Linked DNA regions of Mus musculus: region 2 is linked to region 1. Evidence: chromatin contacts called from public promoter capture Hi-C data. All regions are on one chromosome and are shown on one strand. The core of a region is the stretch at or near the end of the contact, and the rest is flanking DNA. Distances in the headings are between cores, read along the strand shown.

What was found. Promoter capture Hi-C pulls out the DNA fragments that hold promoters and counts their contacts.
Region 2: a promoter capture Hi-C map of pre-B cells shows a contact between it and region 1. The contact joins the promoter of Tspyl4 here to the promoter of Fbxo30 in region 1. A contact is called at or near these places in 3 of 39 promoter capture datasets (cranial neural crest, frontonasal cranial neural crest and pre-B cells).

Annotation. Positions count from the first base shown.
Region 1 is chr10:11,280,080-11,283,003 of GRCm38.p6, forward strand. It overlaps Fbxo30 (F-box protein 30), which reads left to right and starts at 1,251. Exons shown (of 3, transcript NM_027968.3): 1 at 1,251-1,421.
Region 2 is chr10:34,296,102-34,298,995 of GRCm38.p6, forward strand. It overlaps Tspyl4 (TSPY-like 4), which reads left to right and starts at 1,320. Exons shown (of 1, transcript NM_030203.2): 1 at 1,320-2,894. The coding sequence starts at 1,413. The coding sequence ends at 2,633. It overlaps Gm26564 (a long non-coding RNA gene), which reads right to left and starts at 1,323. Exons shown (of 5, transcript XR_871568.2): 1 at 1,242-1,323.

The DNA of each region.
Region 1 (2,924 bases), core at 1-2,500:
AGTGTCAACTAGGTGATTTAGAGAGGCAGAAAGCCCCAAAGTACAATCAATCAGTATGGGAATGTTGAAGCTGTAGAGAGCCTTTGGGATTCCCTGCCGCAGTCCCCTTATTTTGCGGAAGGGGATGTAATGGAAGGATGTGTGACTCAATCGCGACCACCTGTCATGCACAAGCAACTCTCCCACCATTTCATCTGTCTGCTTCACTTTTCTTACCTGGCCCCTTTGGGTCTCACGCTCTGGGCTGACCGAAAAGCGCCTACCTCCTACAGCCAAAGCAGGCAAAAAAAAAAAAAAAAAAAAAAAAAAAAAAAAATACAGCGTCCTAAGCACCCCACATATAAGCACTAAATATTTCAAAAATCTGAATGTCTTCATTAAACCAAACCAAACCCCTGACCTTTACAGTGTGCTCAGTCTTAAGCTCCCCAGGGTTTTGTGTAGTTGTATGAAAGTGCTGGTTTTTAAGGTGAAGGACGGTGACTCTCGTGAGCCACCGTTTCCAACAGCTGGGGAGTAAAACTGCAGTCACCAGAACGGCCACCCAAGGGGGTTTTCTCACCTCCGCCCCTCCGCCAGCCAGGGCCAAGGCTCCTTCACGGTGGCTTTGAGGTGGGAGTTGGCAGGAGGCCTCCAGACGGGGTGGGCGTCGGTGACATCACCGTCCCTCAGCCTCACGCCCGGGCCTGGCGGTAGTAACGGGGACGCCTACACGCGGGGTGTGTAGCCCTGGATGGCCACGGGAAAGCTCCGGCCCTAAGACGTTTCCCAGAAGCCGCGCCGCGCCCTCTGGAGGCCGCGTGGCTCGCCCCACCGAAGCCGCCCGCCGCGGGCTGACGAGCAGCAGAGCCCTTACAAGGGGAAACGGGTCACAGAGCAGAGCGGTCACCGAGTCACAGGGCTCGGGCACGTGAGGTGGTGGCAGTTACCACCGACAACGGGGGCTGACCTATTTCCTGCGAGTGCGCGCTAGGAGGACGGGTCGCGCTCCTGGGCCTGCGTCCTCCACAGTGCCACAGGGGCTCGGAGAGTCCTTCCAAAAACAAACAAAAAGCAAAGGCGCGAAAGGCGGACCCGGCAGGGAGCACCAAGGGAGAGGCTGCCCCGTGGGTTCTCTGCGCTCGGCCTGACCGGCACAGGACAGCGTGCGCATCCTCGCCCGCTGTGCGTGCGCGTGCCCGCTCACCCGCTGCCGGGCCGGGGGGCGGGGCGCAGCGGGGCGGGGCGGGGCGCGCGAGGAGGGCGGTGGCGGTTGGAGGCCGAGGAGAAAAGGCGGCGGTCCGGGCAGGGCGGAGGCGCAGAGGATTGGGACGGGACGGGCCCCGTGCGTGGTCCGGTCCGGTGCGGGGACGCTGCGGAGCCGCCGGGCGCTAAGGCCAGAGAAGCCAGGGTTTGAGCGGCGCTTCGGCCCGCGCGGGCTGGTGAGTGTGGCGAGGCCGCGGGAGGCTGGCGCGGGGACGCGGGCGGGCGGGCGGGCAGCGGCCCGGACGGCGCGGGCCCCGGGGGCGGCGGGGCCGGTGGAGTCGGCGCAGTTCAGAGGCTTCCGTCCGGCTGGCCCCGTCCGGGTCGCGCCCGGCCGCCCGTGTGGCCTGCCCTTGAGGCTCCCGGCAAATGGCGCCCCGACCCCCGGGGACGCGGAACCGGGTGAGACCCCCACCTCCGCCCCCACCCCCACTGAGCGCAGAGGAGCCCCGGGGGACCCCGGAATGCGTGGCTCGCACCCTCTGCCTCGTAGGGACTTGAGGAGTTTGGGCGCAAACGGGTTAAAGGACGGCGAGGCATCTCCAAGTGTCTCCGCGGGATAAGCGAAGTTGGTAACTTTTCCATTCATGGAAGTGAGAGGCGCGGAGGCTTAGCTGTGGCCCTGGTTAAAGCGAGACTTAGGGATCACCCCCCCCCCCCCCAAGTTCCTGGGTTCCAGCTCGTGGAGTCCCAGATTGGAAGCAGGACAGGGAACGCACGGCGGATTCAAAGTCACTCGGGGATTACATTTTAACCTCGACGGAGGCCTGTGTTTGCCGCGTTTCTCCTGCTCCCCTCTCCCTTCTTTGAGTCCCGTGGTAAATCCCGGATAAAATAGATGCTTGGGAAGGAATTGACCTTTTCTTCCATGATTGCTTTGTTGACTGTGATCCAAGATGAAGTTATTTACGGGCATTCTGGTATCAAAGAGGGTTAACGTTTTTAAAACGAAGTCTCAAAAAGTTTCTGAGGTTCTTTTTTTTATTTGTTCCCTGCTAAATTTCAGGCAAAGTAAGTTACATTAACACGCTCTGCACGCTTTTATGTTAGTTTTCCCAAACAATCCTGTGTTGACTGACAAAGAGACAAAGGATACCATGAAGTATCCCTGTTTGATTTTTCTAAAGCATACAGTTTCGTTGAATCACTCTTCTTTATGCTTAGTCACTGTTTCTTGCTGTAGTAGTTTAGTTGAGGACAACATGTTTTGCTAACTTCTTAGATCACCAGTTTATACCCGATACTTAACATAGGGACATAAGCTTTTGTGTGTGTGTGTGTGTGATTCTAGAAATAGTAGGTGTTTTATGAATGATATAAGAAAACTGGAACTCTAATATTTCTGAATGTTTAGATTTAGGTTTAAAGGGTTTTTTGTTTATTTTTTGTCTTAAAATATAAAATACTTAAATAAAATATTCTTTTAAAAGTAATATTGCATAAAATAATTGCTAACACTTCCCATATGGCTTGAGAGGTGCTTTAAGGGCAGACAAACAGGCTTTAGTTAATGTGTTTACTGTTTGATATAGCATGTTTCTAAAATCTAACGCTTGGATAATCTTCTAAATAAGATTTTAAAACTGCTGTTTATTTAATAAAAGGAATTACTCTTGCTGGGCATTTTCCTGGAGAATATTTTTGCATTTATGTATTCAGTGATAAGAATTGTAAGTTTAAAA
Region 2 (2,894 bases), core at 70-2,569, about 23 Mb after region 1:
GATAGGGCTAGGAAGAGGCAGGCCAGCCTGGACAACTGTCTTTGAGTGAGAACACTCACCTTTGGCATAGAAAGAAAGAAAAAAATCAAGCTGCATGATATGCCATGTGTTGTTCTCACCACCTCAGAGTCTTAGGCGAACCAGGAGCCATTATTTCCCTCATTAGAGTTCTTAGGGTAATGTTTTTTGTTTTTGTTTTTTTTCTTTAAACCCCTATTCAAAGACTCTTACTGTAGTGTAACCATATTCTGGGAGGAATCAATTTCCCAGGGCAAAGAACTCTAAAGCTTTGTTCTAATAGAAATTCAAACATTAAATATGCAAAATTTAAGTTTCTGTTTTTTTCTATCCCTTAAGGATTAACATCCGAATTCTCAGACTTTAGCAAACTGAGAGACCGTGGTGATTAAATACATAAATAGCTTTTATTTATTTAAATAAATGATTGAGTAAATAAATAAATACATTTTCTAAATTGACTTGAATGAATGACCCTTCTTTTTTAAAGTAGATTATTTTAAAGACACAGTTGCTTAAGTGTGTGAAAAACCCTGATTGATTCTACCTTCACAAAGGCAAATTTGGGCAAATGTTAGTTGGCTCCATACCCACAGGCATGAAGCAGAACCTAAGATCATAAACCAAGGCAAAGGAGGATTAATGTGTATCGTTTTAGAAATTGAATCCTCTGAGGTTACATTTCCTTCACTAATTCTCAGGGGCTAACTGTGTATATGGCATGCGTTGTGGCCACCTGTAAATAAGGCGCGGTTTACTATTTATTTAAAAGTGAAGAAATATCCAATTGCTTTGTAAATGTCGGCCAATGTATACAAACATCAAAATCTCTGCAGAAATCGAAATTAACCTTAGGAATGTCTTGTTTGCTTGAAAGTAAAAACAACGACGACACTTTTTGCCCCCTAAATCTGATTCTGCGCAGCTCCTCAGTAGCCGCTATGAATCGAATCTGTGTCCGAAATAAGGAGGGCCTGTGAGCTGGTGAATTCGCTTCTCTATTCCTGGGAAGCATGAATAAAATCTGACTTTATTAGACAATAGGTTCTATTTTAAAATTTATTTTGAGACATGGTTTAGATACTGTCGAAATTAATTAGAGACTTACGAATAGACGTAAAATATAATTCGACATCCATTTATGTACTCAATTTCCCAGATGAGATTAAATTTACAGCATCATTTAAAAAGACAAAAAGAACACACTTGATCGACAAAATTACCTGGATTGCCAGTTCTCGCGCTACGGTTAGTTGCAGCTGGTATCCTGACGTCACAGGTTGCCATGGTAGCACCAGCCCAGAAGGAAAAGGGGTGGAGCTAAGCACTCACTGCGGTTTTGCGCTGCGTCTGCAGAGGACAAGGAAAGCTCTGCAGGGCTGTCAGCTGCCAAAATGAACGGCGTGGAAGGGAACAACGAGCTATCTCTCGCTAACACCACGACCCCCTCCCATGCCTCCGAAGATCTGGATCTGAAGCAGGACCAGGGGCTCCAAGAGGAAACCGACACAGTGCGGGAGATGGAGGCTGCAGGTGAGGCCGGTGCGGATGGAGGCGCGTCTCCGGATTCCGAGCACTGCGGCCCCGAGCTCTGCTTCCGAGTGGCTGAGAATAGTTGTGCTGCGGCAGCGAGAGGTCTGGAGGATGCTCCGTCTCCATCAAAGGGCGGGGACGCACCCTCAGCCCCTGTGGCAGCCGACGACAGCAGTAAAAATGGCTGTCAGCTTGAAGGGCCTCACAGCCCTGCTAAACCGAAAGCCCTGGAAGCCTGTGGTGCGGTGGGCCTGGGGTCTCAGCAGATGCCGGGGCCGAAGAAGACCAAGGAAATGACGACTACCAAGTGCGCCATCTCTGTGGCCACCGGCAAGGAGGGAGAAGCAGGAGCGGCAATGCAGGAAAAGAAGGGGTTACAGAAGGAAAAAAAGGTAGCTGGAGGAGGGAAAGAGGAGACTCGACCCAGAGCTCCGAAGATCAATTGCATGGACTCGCTGGAGGCCATCGATCAAGAGCTGTCAAATGTAAATGCGCAGGCTGACAGGGCCTTCCTCCAGCTGGAACGCAAATTTGGGCGGATGAGAAGGCTCCACATGCAGCGCAGAAGTTTCATCATCCAAAACATCCCAGGTTTCTGGGTCACCGCTTTTCGGAACCACCCCCAGCTGTCACCAATGATTAGTGGCCAAGATGAAGACATGATGAGGTACATGATCAATTTAGAGGTGGAGGAGCTTAAGCAGCCAAGAGTAGGGTGCAAATTTAAGTTCATCTTTCAAAGCAACCCCTACTTTCGAAATGAGGGGCTGGTCAAAGAATATGAGCGCAGATCCTCAGGTCGAGTGGTGTCACTCTCTACGCCAATCCGCTGGCACCGGGGTCAGGAACCCCAGGCCCACATCCACAGGAATAGGGAGGGGAACACGATTCCCAGTTTCTTCAACTGGTTCTCAGACCACAGCCTCCTAGAATTCGACAGAATAGCTGAAATTATCAAAGGGGAGCTGTGGTCCAATCCCCTACAATACTATCTGATGGGCGATGGGCCACGCCGTGGAGTTCGAGTCCCACCAAGGCAGCCAGTGGAGAGTCCCAGGTCCTTCAGGTTCCAGTCTGGCTAAGCTCTGCCCTCGTGAGAAGCTCTTGCAGAGGAGTCCTTACCACCTCCTCAGCTTGGCCAGCAGCATGCAGCCTTCTGTCTGCTTTCTCTTCCTGTTGGATTGTGTTCATTGGTTCTTCTAAGTCTCCAGTAGTTTCAAGATTGTGGCTTTCAAGTCTTTGCTCTTCTTTCTCTGGGCCATCACGATGTTCTGCATATATATATATAATGGTGTTCCAAGTGCATGGCCTTCAAACTGCTTCTATGCCAAGTCACGTGCTGT